Regions from separate parts of the Sus scrofa genome. Here region 2 is linked to region 1. A link is a contact called in public Hi-C data. All regions are on one chromosome and are shown on one strand. Each heading gives the region's core, a stretch centred on a gene start, on an enhancer-like site or on the middle of the called end of the contact. The rest is flanking DNA. Distances are from core to core; before and after follow the strand shown.

Region 1 (6,903 bases), core at 669-3,168:
TTGGATCTAGTGTTGCTGTGGCTGTGGTGTAAGCCAGCAGCTGTAGCTCTGATTTGACCTCTAGCCAGGAACTTCCTATGCCACAGGTGCAGCCCTTAAAAAAAAAAAAAAAAAAGGTAGGCTTGCATCATATACAGTCATAGAATACAATTCTCCTTGCTCAGGTTATGTTCATGACCTTCTGGAAAAAATGTCTGAAAAGACAAGCTTTTCAGTAAGTAAAATAATTAGCTTTTTATTTGAAGAAGATATATTATCACACCTAATTTTTCTAACTTTCCTTTTTTGAATCACTTAGAGGACTCACAGGAATGCAGTTTGCCCCTGTAAATTACACAATAGACTAAATTTGATCTATTGCCTTTGGCAAAGGACGAAGGGCAGATCAAAATTTTTGCTTGGTAAAGAAAAAATTTACCAAGGGGAGGGGGGGGGGGGTTGACAGGGAGTAGGGAGCACAGCAGGGTAATTGGTCCCCTGGCAGTGATGTTAACCCTTTCTTCTCTCTGTGCGAGTTGTGAGGTTTCTCTTCTTGGGTTGATCTCAGTTTCCAAGCTTCTCACAACCTTCCAAGCTTTTTATCCAAAGCTGGGTTCAAGGGCAGGCAATGGCTCAAGATCCTACACTTAGTAGAGCCCCACACTTGCTTCAATGCTCTGTTTCTGCCAAATTGAAATTCTCAGTGATTTTTGAGCAAGGAGCTCTGCATTTTCATTTAGCACTGGGCCTCGAAAAAGATGTAGCTGGTCCTGATCTCACCACACAGAATAGGAGTTTAGTGTTTGAAGGTTTTTATTTTCTCTTTATCTCCCCAAATACAAATCAATTATTTTATGTAGTGCTAAAGCTAAGAAACATATGTCTATTTCAGTGCTGTAGGCAAAAACAAACAAAACACAACCTAGCTATTTCCCAGACCTTATGGCCCATTTAAGGAATTTTCAAGGTTAACTTTGCACATGATTTTTGACCTTCTGTTCTCCCTTTAGAAGCTATCCCCTCATATAAGATATGACTCCACTGTGGGTTAAGAATTTGGCGTTGCCGCAGCTGTGGTATAGGTCACAACTGTGGTTCAGATTAGATCCCCAGCCCAGGAATGTCCATATGCCTTGGTTCCCCCACCACTACCCCCCCAAAAAAGATGTAACTCCACTGTAACTAGAAAAATTGATTAAATTGAATCCCATCTCTTTTTCTCTCCCTTGTCCATCTTATGGCTCTGAGAAGGCCTAAAAAGCAGAAAAGGGAGGAAAAAGGCAATAGATAATAGAAGGAAGAAAAATAATTTGGATACAAACTGGATAGCCAGTCACGCAATGTTCAAAATTTAACCACACCTTCCTGGCAGATTTTGCAATTTTTTTTTCCCTTTTGTTCTTGAATATAAGGCAGGTTTAGATCATCGACCAGTTTTGCGAGAGAATCAAAATATTGATGCTTGATCATGTTTCCAATGCACCAAAACCAGTTTTCCCCCTGACTCCTCGGAACCGAATTGGTGTAAACTTGGAGGTTATTTCTCATTCCAATTGCCTTTACCTTCACACCTAGCATACTAAAAAGAAAATCAATCCTTTTTTTTATTATTAAAGTATAGCTGATTTACAATGTTGTTTCAATTTGTATGGCAAAGGGACCCAATCACACACATTTCCCTGTGCTGTAGAGTAGGACTCCACTGACCATCCTTCCAAATATAACAGTTTGCATCCAAAAAATCCCCCAATTGTCTGTCCATCCCACTTCCTCTGCCCGCCCCCCAGGAACCCCCGAGGCTGGTCTCCATGGCGAAAACCATTCTTAATTACTACTCCCCTTCACCCTCTGTGAGCTCCCTTCACTTACCTGGGAAGTATTGTTGTCCCCGGGAAAGAAAAAGAGAGAATGCGGACAGCAGAGAAGACAGCTCCTGGACGGGGAAGTGGGCGGGGCCAGGGAGAGGTGAAGCTCAAAGGAGCACCTATGAGAAGCCAAAGAAATGATGGCTCAGGATCCACGGAGACATTCATGCTCTGTACCCCACCTCGGGGCCAGCGGGCAGATCCTTCTAAATGTCTTCCTAGTCCTACTCAACCATGGACGAAAATTTAGGCCCTCAATTTAAAAATCAACTGGGGAGTTCCCATTATAGCTCAGAGGGTTAAGAACCTGACTAGTATCTATGAGGATGTGGGTTTGATCTCCGGCCTCACTCAGTGGGTTAAGGATCCAGCATTGCCGCAAGCCTTGGTGTTGGCTGCATATGTGGCTTGGATCCCACGTTGCCGTGGCTGAGTCGTAGGCTGGCAGCTGCGGCTCTGATTCCATCCCTCGCCTGGGAACTTCCATATGCTGCAGAAAAAACAGGGGAAAAAAAATCAATTGGAATACCCAGTGGGATCAGGGAAGAGCTTCTAAAATAAGAGGCAAAACCCAGAAGATATAAAGGAAAAGATGAAGAAATGTGACTCCTCAGAGTGTTCAACATAAAAACATGAGTTATAGAACAGTCATTATGCGGGGATTCCATTTATGCTGGAGAGAGAGCTGGCACTAGAGAAGCACGGATGTATTTTGTATGTATGAAATGCATAGAAATGAACTAAAAATTTAGCCTCCAAACTGTTTAGGAGGCACGTTGGAAGATGTTGCTCATTTATTCTATAGACATACAAATGGCTTATTTTTTTTATAGTGAGAATGTATTCACCCATACATCATTAATGTAATTTCACATTGCTATGCAATGATTCTACAGTCATCATTTGAATGTCATGCTAAGAACACCTTAGTGGTGGTGGGCTATTAACACTGTACAATAACTTTCCCATCTCCTTTGTATTCATATTTTTTTAAGTTAGGATAACAAAAAGAGCTTTTTATGTAAACTATGGTAAGGAATAGATTTACAAAAGGCCTTTGCTAAGGTCTGTCAGAATAATTTATGTTGAGGGGTGGTGGCTGGAATACTAATCTTTACATTTTAAGTTGTTCTTTTCAAGCCCAATTCTTAGATAGTCAGAGCGCATGGAGCTTACTTTGATTTTAAAAACATGTTTTGCAGAGTTCCCTTGATGGCTCAGTGGTTAATGAACCCGACAAGGAACCATGAGCATGTGGGTTCGATCCCTGGCCCCACTCAGTGGATTAAGGATCCAGCGATGCTGTGAGCTATGGTGTAGACCGGCAGCTGTAGCTCCGATTCAGCTCCAAGCCTGGGAACTTCCACATGCAGTGGGTGTGGCCCTAAAGAAAAAAATGAAAACATCAAAAAATAAATAAATAAAAACATGTTTTTCCCCACTTGTGAGCTCTAATGTTTTCTTTCCTTTAATTATAAAGCAATGTGGTAGTGGAATTAAATAATTACAATACTTTTTGAGAATAAAAAAAAAATGAGCCCCAAACATTCAGATGTCTGTACAATAGCTTTTACCTGGGTTCCAGGGGGTTCCAGTGGAAGGTATTAATGGGCTATGACTGAGCCAAGGAATATTCAGTGACTCACTGAATTGGCTGGTCAAGAATAGAAACCAAAACTCATTTCATGGCTTCTCTACACACACACACAGTGTCACCTGCAAAGTATTATATATTGGCATAATTATCTAACTTCCATGACATGTCAACAAGCATACCAGCACTGAGTCAACTACATGCCCAAAGTATTTATAATCACATTCCATTACTCTAGCTTTTTTTTTTTTTTTGCTTTTTGCTTTTTTAGGGCCACACCTGAGGCATTTGGAGGTTCCCAGGCTAGGGGTCTAATCAGAGCTGCAGCTGCCGGCCTACACCACAGCCACAGCAACACCATATCCGAGCCACGTCTTCGACCTATAACATAGCTCACAGCAATGCCAGATCCTAAACCCACTGAGCGAGGCCAGGGATTGAACCCACAACCTCATGGTTCCTAGTCGGATTCGTTTCCAATATTCCATTACTCTAGAAGGGTGCTTGGACCAGGTACTGGGGTGGTCGTGCCTTCTAGATAGCAAGGAGAATGACATGGTGGCAACTCTCCTAAAATACAAAGCTGTCCATTCTTGTCTCATATGCATATACGAAGCAGTCAGAGGGGAAAAAACAAAAGAAATTCTGCTGCAAGAAAATCTGGATCAAAGAGCAATAACAAGGCATTTCTGACTGATTCCTTTGTAGGGATTCCTGGCCATGACATTGTGTTACACGTACACCTCTGAAAACTAAAATATTGCCTGCCATATCAGTAAACGAGGATGTTGCAGCCATCAAGCCTTTACATTACAGCTGCCCACACGGTGAGCCCTGAGGGAACTTGGGACAGAGGCAAAAGAGCTGCCCACTGCCAAGCCCATCCATCAGTCAGCCACTGCACCACCCCCAATGGTGCACAAGAGGAAACTCGGGATGAAGAAACACAGCATACTGGCCCTAGAGAGCTGAGTACATATCGAAGGAATGATTTCAGTGAGCCCAGACTCTTGCATCTTCCCATATACAGAAAAGCACTAAATTCCTTGAACTATCTGTTTCTCACTCTTGCTTTCCCTCTCTCTCTCTCTCTCTCTCTCTCTCTCTCTCTCTCTCTCTCTCTCTCTCACGCTCCCTGTTTTCTTTCTTTCTTTTTTGGCTGCCCTGCAACATGTAGAGTTCCTGGACCAGGGATGAGATGTGAGCCACCGGTCTGAGAATAAGTTGCAACTGAGGCAATGCCGGATCCCTAACCACCTGTGTCAGCGGGTATCGGACCTGTATGGTAATGCTGCAGAGACGTCACTGATCCTATTGTGCAATAGCAGGAACTTCCTGTTATTCTCTTATTAACAGTAATCTTTTGATTTTCCAATGACCTCGGCTTTGTTGCAAAAACTTCCATATATCTTGGCTCCTCCTCTCCCTTCCTCAGAGCAGTCTCTTAGAGTCATGTGAAATCCTAAAAATGCCACTAAATAAAACATAACCTTCACCTTTTCAGTTGTGCATTCTTTTCAGTCGACATCATTATGTACATCATCAGCAAATCCTGAAAATGTGAGTACAGCATAACTGTGGAAAAATGAATTTTAATGCTCAAGCGGAGTTCCTTATTTCTTATTCATTTATTTATTTTTCAATTTTGGGAAATGTATCCATTCATTTTTAGCTTTTTCATATTCTTGTGAAAATACTGAATTTATTTTTTATTTTTTTGTCTTTTTGTTTTTTTAGGGCCACACCCACAGCATATGGAGGTTCCCAGGCTAGCTCCACCGGCCTATGCCACAGCCACAGCCACATCAGATCCAAGCCACATCTGTGACCTACACCACAGCTCACGGCAACGCCGGATCCTTAACCCACGGAGCGAGGCCAGGGATCGAACCGCAACCTCATTTCTGCAGATTCATTTCCGCTGTGCCACGATGGGAACTCTTAGTTCCTTATTTAAAAGAAGGCTATTGTGGTTATACTGTAAATTTTTAAGCAATTTAAAAATTTTTACAGGCATATGTAGATCTAAGTTTTCAAAGAGCAAATCAATTCAGGTATAAACAAACTGTATATAAAGGACTGTATTCTAGCAGAAAGAGGGAGGGCTTTGGATTCACACCTACCAGTGGGCTCCAACTACTCTCATTATGCTGTGCCTTATCGTCACGGGTGTAAAATATGGGTAATGATACTGTGGGGTCCATTTGTCATTTTGCTGGTCCAGCATCCCAAATGGTAGCCCTATTATTACTATTTACTATAGAAGCCAAAAGGGGGGTGATATTGTTCTCAAGTGGCTGTGGGGTGAGGCTGAACCCTAACCACTAGACCTCTAAACCAGTAGGTTTGATATGGATCCTCAGTCCTGTCCCTTTGGAGAAAAAATTCTGCAAAGAGACCGGGAGTATTGAGGAAAACAACGTGTTAATTAGAGAGAAGATATAGGGAAAGCACTGCTGGGCCACAGGGGTGATGGGAGAGAGAGAGAGACAGAGAGAAAGAGAAAGAGAGCCCCTTGTGCTTTGGGGGTGGTTTAAATGACTTTTGGGGGCAGTCCTTCCAGGCTTCCTCTGGCCATCATCTTGCTTTGTCTGACCTTGAGTCCACATTTAGCCAGACTCAGGGCCCTCCCCTATGTGTACCAACATCTTTTAGCCAAGATGAATGAATGCTAGTGCAACGGTCTCTGGGAAGTTGACAGGTCTGGCGCCCCTGCCTTTTCTGAACCCTGAGGAACCTTTCTGTGCATGTGTAGTTCGGGAAGCCTCCTTGACCTCAAGATGAAAAATATGTGGTCTCTTTATCTTTTATCCCAGCATGACACAGCTCCTCCTTGCTCCTGCCAGAATCTTTATCTTGAAGTATCTGTCCACAGGGGCAGATTCCAGTTGCTCGGCCTGGGACCCAGCTATCTCCTGCTTCGTCATCCCATTAATACTTTACCATTGAAGCTGAAAGAGGGAAAGACATTCTCTTTTCCCAGATCCTGACATCAGGGCCATGGGCGTGGGAACTAAGCACATGCCATGAAATGCTGCCCACCACAGGCAGGCGGTGTGTCCAGTGCGGTGGACAGGGCCTGCAGTGGTGGTGTCCAGCACACAGAGTGTTTAAAGATCGATCATCCCTGTAACATGGGCTTGCTAGGCCTCTTCCTTTGGTTCTTTTCCAAGCCTGGATCTTCAGCCTTCCTCTCAATGCCACGAACTACCCACAAGCATTCTGAGATTTCTAGTCAAAGTAGGTGTCTATGATTTGCCACTGAGAATGTTGACTGAAGGACCCCGCAGTGTGTTGAAGAACTAAAAGGGTTATGTGTCAAAGGAGTTGAGCCAAGTGCCAATATTGTACAGACCAAAACACGGCAGCCACTATTATTATGCTCTCGTTATATGCTGATTTAATATTTACAGTTTCAACTGGGCAGCAGTTTTCTGAGCAACTTAAAGATCTGTGACATGGAAC
Region 2 (6,855 bases), core at 1,521-4,020, 34 kb after region 1:
CTCTCTTTCCTAATTGTAGCTCACACCCTTCATGTCAGACAGGTGTCCTGGGTTCAGCGGGTTTCTGCCACAGAAATATCCTCCCTGCTCTCCTCCTATGCAAATTCATTCTTCAAGGCTTTGCTCAAGAACTTTCCGCCTCAGAAGACTTCCCCATGTGCAGCCCCAAGGGTTTGCTTTCCAAGTTCCCTTTACATTTATATTCTCAACTGTATAATTTAGCCCTCGAAATGTTTCTGCGCAGTTCTTCAAATGCAATGCAGGCCCCTTGAGGAGAGGCACATGTATCCACTTAATCCATTAGAGATTTTTTAAAACTTAAATTGAGATACACCAATATAAGCAATGGTTGCTTCCTGTCCTCCAAAAGAGGAGAGGCTTGTAGTTTTCACACATCTGTCTGGTATATAGTGGACCCTCCACAAAGTTTTGTTATGTTGAATTAACATACACAATGCCTTGCGTTGTGATTACTTTCTGTCTCTAAGTCCCATGAGAGATATCATGTCTTAAAGGGGGGTATTTGAACTAGGCCTTAAGAACAGGGAGCGTTTTTAAAATTTTATTTTTTAGAGGATAGTTAATTTACCGTGCTGTGTCAATTTCTGCTGTACAGCACAGTGACCCAGTCGTGTGTGTATCCTTTTTCTCATATTATCTTCCATCACGGTCTATCCCAAGAGACTGTTCCCTGTCCTATACAGTAGGACCTCATTGCTTATCCATTCTAAATGCAATAGTTTTCATCTACTAACTCCAAACTCCAGGTCCATCCCACTTCCCCCCCCTCCCCTTGGCAACCACTTGTTTGTTCTCTATGTCCATGAGTCTCTTTCTTTCTTTCTTTCTTTTTTTTTCCCTGCTTTTTAGGGCTGCACCCATGCATATGGAGGTTCCCAGGCTAGGAGTCGAATTGGAGCTACAGCTCCGGGCCTAAGCCACAGCCACAGCAATGCAGGATCCAAGCTGAGTCTGGGACCTACAACACAGCGCACCACATCACCTGATCCTTAACCCACTGATGGAGGCTAGGGATCGAACCAGCAACCTCACGGTTCCTAATCGGATTCATTTCTGCTGTGACACGACGGGAACTCTGAGTCTGTTTCTGTTTTGCAGATAGGTTCATTGGGAGTTTTTTTTTTTTTGTTTGTTTGTTTGTTTGTTTTTAAAGACAGAACTGGGAGAAGTTTCCAGGCAGAAGAAACAACACCTCAGAAACACACCGCAGACACCAGATTCAGGGGGAAAGCAGCTTGTAGAGGGGAGCTCTCTCCTTGCCCCAGCATCAGCTAGCCTTTTTGAGAGTAGGCAAATTGCTTAATTTCTCTGCGGCCTATTAAGCAGCATAGGCCCTGAAAGCAGCAGATCAAGATTCAAATCATGGTTGTGTGTGACCTTGAGCCAGTCAGTTGGGGTGCGGCTCAGCCTGTTTCTTTCCTAGAAAGTGGGTAATATAATTCCGACCTCAGAAGGTTTTTGGGAGGTTTTGAGAACATGTATGTACGTTGCTAAGCAGAGCCAGAGCCTGGCATAGTTCTATTTTCTTCTACCAAAGTACGGCCGACAACCTGATCTGCTTCCCTCTCATTGCTGCCACTGCCGCCTTCCCAGCATGTAGCAAAGAGCCTGTCCGTAGCAGGGACTGTGGACAGAGAGCGGCCCCCAAAGGGAAAATGGAGATGAAAGGGCTTCAGAAAAAAGTCAACAGCGTCGACAGTGGACCGGCTGGGCTAAGTGGGACGCTCAAGTCTGTCCCCTTGAACAGTCTTGGCACAGTGCAAGAATCTTTGCTAACTCTCCCTAAACATGCCACTGGAGCCGACTGCTTTTCATAAAGCCCTTTCTGCCTCCGCCTTCAAACCCCAGGAAAAGAGACAAGGTCCAACCCTCGTAGGCCTGGAGGGTGGGATGGGGAGGGGCGGGGATGTTCCCAACTCCCCGCGGGAAGGACTGGGGGGGATCCGTTCCCGCCCCTTTACTCCTACTCCCAGGGGCAGGGCTCCTGGGGCGCCCTCCTTCGTTTCCTTCCCGCTCTGGTCCAGAGGGAGGGGGGCTCGCACTTAGCCCGCTGCACCGGGTCTTGCCCGGCTCTCCTCCCTCAGACTCGCCGGGCCACCCCCATCTCGGCCGCCTATCCCAGGGGGCCCCGTGGCCCCAGCTCAGTCGCCAGTCCGGGTCTCATCAACCCGGCCCTCCACCCCCTCCCTGTGGCCACCTCGGCTGCCGGCTCCCGCCTCCGTAGATCCAGCCTGGCTGCTCCCCACCCTGGCTGCCTTCTGCCCCCTCCCACCTCGGCCACTTCAGCCGCTTGCTCCGACCTCCGTTGACCCGACTGGGACACCATCCTCAGCCCCCCCACCCCACTCTCCCGGGCCCCAGAAAACCCCACTAGGCCACCACCTTCCCTTCTGCCGACCCCCCGACCCCTGGACCCCACAGACCCCGCTGGGCCGCCCCTCGCCCTTCGGTTGTCCCCCATCCCACCCCGGCTCCCGCATCCCCGGCTGGGCCGCCACCTTCCCCTCGGCCGCCCCTCTCCCCCCGCCCTGTCGTAGCCCGCGTGGACCCCGCTGGGCCGCCCCGGGCTCGGCCCTCCCTCTTTGGGGTCGTGGCGGCAGGGGGAGGGGCCGCCCGCCGGCCCCCGCGTGCGTGGCAGGCGCTCCCCGCTCGGCTCTGCCGGCCTCCCTTCCCGGGAGGCGGGGTCGACGCCGCGGCGGCAGCGGCGGCGGCGGAGGCAGGCCCCCTCCTCCTTCCTCCCTCGCCCGGCCTCTTTCCTCGCCCGCCCGCCCGCTCTCGCTCTCTCGCTCTCTCTCTCGCTCTCTCTCGCGGCCGCTCCGACGCCAGCAGCGCCCGCGTGCCGCTCGCCCAGCCCCGGGGGAGCCCGAGGAAGTTTCCCGGGCCGCGCGCCCCGCTCGCTCGCCTCGTAGCCCGCGGCCTCACCCGCCGCCGCGCCCGCCATGCCCTCGGCCAAACAAAGGGGCTCCAAGGGCGGCCACGGCGCCGCGAGCCCCTCGGAGAAGGGCGCCCACCCGTCGGGCGGCGCGGATGACGTGGCGAAGAAGCCGCCGCCGGCGCCGCAGCAGCCGGCGCCGCCCGCGCCGCACCCGCAGCAGCACCCGCCGCAGCATCCGCAGAACCAGGCGCACGGTAGGGGCGGCCACCGCGGCGGCAAGTCCTCCTCCGCTGCCGCCGCCGCCGCAGCTGCTGCCGCCTCGTCCTCGGCGTCCTGCTCGCGCAGGCTCGGCCGGGCGCTCAACTTTCTCTTCTACCTCGCGCTGGTGGCGGCGGCCGCCTTCTCGGGCTGGTGTGTCCACCACGTCCTGGAGGAGGTCCAGCAGGTCCGGCGCAGCCACCAGGACTTCTCCCGGCAGAGGGAGGAGCTGGGTCAGGGCTTGCAGGGCGTCGAGCAGAAGGTGGGTGCTCCCGGGTCCCCTCAACCCCCGTCCGCCAGTCTGCGGCCCCCGCAGCCACAGCCGGGCCCCTTGCCGGCCCAGGCCTGGTGTCCTTCGCCAGAGACCTGAGAGGCCCCCTCCCCGGCCCCCTAGTTCTGAGGCGGTCCCCAGACCCTCTTTGTTAATGGCCGCTGAGGAATCGGCCCCGAGGGATGGACCGCTTCGAGGATGGTCAGGCCAGTCCCGGAGGGTGGGCCAAGGGCCTGTCACAGGACATTAGCGGTGACCTGTAAGGAAGCCGGCGGCCTCTGGGGAGACCATTCTTTTTGGATTAGGAACCACTGAATGGGCAGAGTTGTCTAAAGAGGTGGTTGGAAGGGAAGCCAGTGCATCCCTGGAAGCCTCCGGCAAGGCCGTGCCTCTGCTCGCCAGGTGGGCGACATCTGAGCCAGTTTTTAATAGACCTGGAGCCCGGAGAAGGAGAAGCTAGTAATCTTACTCGATTACTCATTTGTGTAGTTATAATGGAATATTTTATATCTTTAGGTCCCTTGCCCTTTATTGGACCAATGTACCTATTTGAGCCTTGGAAGAGCATATTTCAGCTTTAGAGGAAAGGCAAGGCCAAAAAGACTAGGTCACACTGGTGAATAACACCACGGGGTACATTTATATGGTGTTTAGAGGGCTTACTCATTTATGACCTAATCTTTGTAGCAACCTTGGGAGGGAGGGAGAACTGGCAGTTTTGACTCCATTTTCCAGACCAGAAAATTGAGGTCTGGAGATTTAGTGAATCGATAAAGACCCCAGCAGATAGGCAGACTGCATGACAGTGTCTTGGCCCTTTCGGTTCAGTGTACACAGGGGCCTATTTCAGGTGTGGATGGACCCAACTTTCAACACAAAGTTGCATAGGTTCCTCCCTTTCTGTCTTTTCTCTACACCAAGGGCAGCTCCCTCAGTCTCATTCCTCCTCCTCCATCCTCCACTGATGCCATTGCTCAATGAAAGTTGGTTGCACGATCGAAACAAAAAATCCCGCCACCACTTCTGAGCCCGGAACTGCTGCCTCCTTTTCCCAGCATGCTGCCTGCCCTGCCAAGTTTCTATCGACTTGTGTGGAGTATGCAAGACTAGGAATTTCCTCTTAAGACTGGCAGAGCAACTGGAGTGAGTCATCTTGCTCCATGCTGCAGGCCAAGGGAGGTGACTTTTTGAAGGGAATAAAGTAGACAGTGCTGCTTCGCCTATCTTGAATGTCAAATCATTCTTAAAAAACAGACTGCTGGAGTATAATCACTAGCCTCTCAGTTTCCTCTCTTTGATCCACCCACTCACCAATCAATCATAATATTTGGTGAAGTCTGATAGTGTGGCTCCGTGTAGGCCCTGTGGAGGCTCCCAAGGTGCAAAAGACAAATCCTGCTTGTGGAGCAGCCCACAGGTAGGTTTCAGTTAAGGGAAACCACTGTGCGAGTGCAGAAGATGGAATGTGGAGTTTGCCCAGACCTGTATCCTGGCGGTCAGGGCCATGCCAGTCTAGATCTAGACAGAGATGGTTCACTGTTGACAGAAGGAATGAAGAACACACAGGCTTGTTTGGGGACAGCAGGTGGTCCCCCTGCCTGGAGCAGAGTAACATTTAGGGAGCAGTGAGAGGGGCAGGTGAAGTCGAGGCCTAGGTGGTGGAGGTCTTGAATCCAGGTGGAAGAAACTGGGCTTTACTCTCTCTGCTTCCTCCCTCCCCTCCCTTCTCCGTTCTGGTTCCCACCCCATCTCCATCAACAGCCTTGTACAGATTCCTTTCCTTTTGGGGCTCCCTTTTCCCGTCTCCACAGTAAGGGGAGCGCTCTGCCCAGATTGTTAGGAATCCACCTGGCTGTAAACCATTGAAACAGTGACCTTTCATTTAGTAATGTAATCAAGCTAATATTGAATCGTGTCATCGAGCTGATGCCTCATATTTATTATGCACTCATCTCTTTTGATTCCCACAACCCTGCCAGGTAAATACTGTTTTGATCCCCTTTTCACAGACGAGGAAAGTGAGCACGAGAGGCTAAGTAAACTTTTCATGGTTACACAGCTAGCAAGTGGTAGGGCTATTCAAACTGGAGTTAACTCCTAGGACACTCTTAACCACCCACCTGTTCATTGTGCTGTCTTTCCCAGGCCTTGCCTGGTACCTATTAGGGGCTCAATGAATGCTTCTTTCATTGACTCGGAACTCAGGACGTGGCCATTGGCCACATCGGATTTGCCACTGTGTGTGGCCACTTCTCTCTGCACCTCCAGATGGCCAGTAAATGTTAGTTTGCATTGAGGAATGAGTAGTGATGGGTCCTCTTTATAACCTGAATTTGAGCCCCTTAACTCTATGTGAGGCTTGGTAGGGGCTGGGGTTTGAGAGACATAGTTTTTATTATTATTACTCATAATTAATCTTCGCCGGGGCCAGGCTGTCTCAGCCACCCTCTGAGGCATTAGCACCGTTTCACAGAGGGGCCTGAAGCTGTTATGTTACTTGTTCAGGGTCACTCACAGACCCTCAGTGGTGGAGCTGGGGTTGCAGTCAGAGCAGTGCTGACTCTGAAGTACACTGCTCCACTGCCCTCTTGTATGGCCTCCTGGTTCCTCTTATTCTCAGATGCTCTGGATATTGGGGCATGGCCCAGGTCTGTTGAGTGGGCTGAGAGGCTGGCCTGTTGGTACCCTGAAGATTAAGCAGGCACAAATGGATGCAGGGCTTCAGGAAATGCTGGCAGTTCAGCTTTAGGCCCTCTAAAGCTGATCCAGGGTGGCATAAAATGATTGTAGGAGTAGGCTTAGGCTTGGCAGGGACAGTTTAATAAGACTAGGAGCTATTTGTGGATGAGTGAGTCCTTTGGTCGTATTTCTTTGTTTTCTCATCTTGACTCTGGGCTGGGAGTCGGGGCTTTAGGCTGAGGCAGCATCTCCTCCAGGCAGTCAGTGCACTTTGAACACGCTTCTGCCAGAGTGTATCACTGGAGGCTGAGAGCACAGGTTCTGAAGTCAGGCATTCTGGGATTATGATGCTCAGCTCCACCACTTCCCAGTCTCCTGCTTTGTAAAAGGGGCATCAGCAGGAGCCACCAACTCATTTGATTATTACCAGGGTGGATGGAGATGATGTCTCTGAAGTTCTTCCTGTAATTACTGGTATATCTCAAGTGTCCTGTTGAATGTCAGCCACCACTGTTCTCTCCCTCCACCCCCTGCTGTAGCTCCTTGAGGACAGGGAAACTGTCTTAGTGTTATTTTACTCTGGCTTCTTGTCCACCACTTAGTGGGCATCCCACATATGTTGGGAAAACAGATGCATCCACTACATATTGATTATAATGAGGTCTTTGCACGTGAAGATGCACAGCTCATAACACTAGCACAGGGAAATACTTTCTGTGTTTTCTGTGCAGCTTTCTGTGTTGGGAGTTGG

Evidence for each region. Hi-C and Micro-C count contacts between places; a contact is called where the count stands out from the background.
Region 2: a Hi-C map of embryonic fibroblasts shows a contact between it and region 1, with 4 times the contacts expected there. The contact joins the promoter of CKAP4 here to the promoter of TCP11L2 in region 1. A contact is called at or near these places in 1 of 5 promoter capture datasets (liver), 18 of 47 Hi-C or Micro-C datasets (alveolar macrophages, blood, embryonic fibroblasts and 10 more) and 2 of 2 datasets of contacts at active chromatin or transcription factors (alveolar macrophages and skeletal muscle).

What each region holds. Positions count from the first base shown.
Region 1 is chr5:13,985,540-13,992,442 of Sscrofa11.1, forward strand. TCP11L2 (T-complex protein 11-like protein 2) reads right to left here and starts at 1,919. Exons shown (of 10, transcript XM_021091578.1): 1 at 1,849-1,919.
Region 2 is chr5:14,018,361-14,025,215 of Sscrofa11.1, forward strand. It overlaps CKAP4 (cytoskeleton associated protein 4), which reads left to right and starts at 2,771. Exons shown (of 3, transcript NM_001244631.1): 1 at 2,771-3,416. The coding sequence starts at 2,961.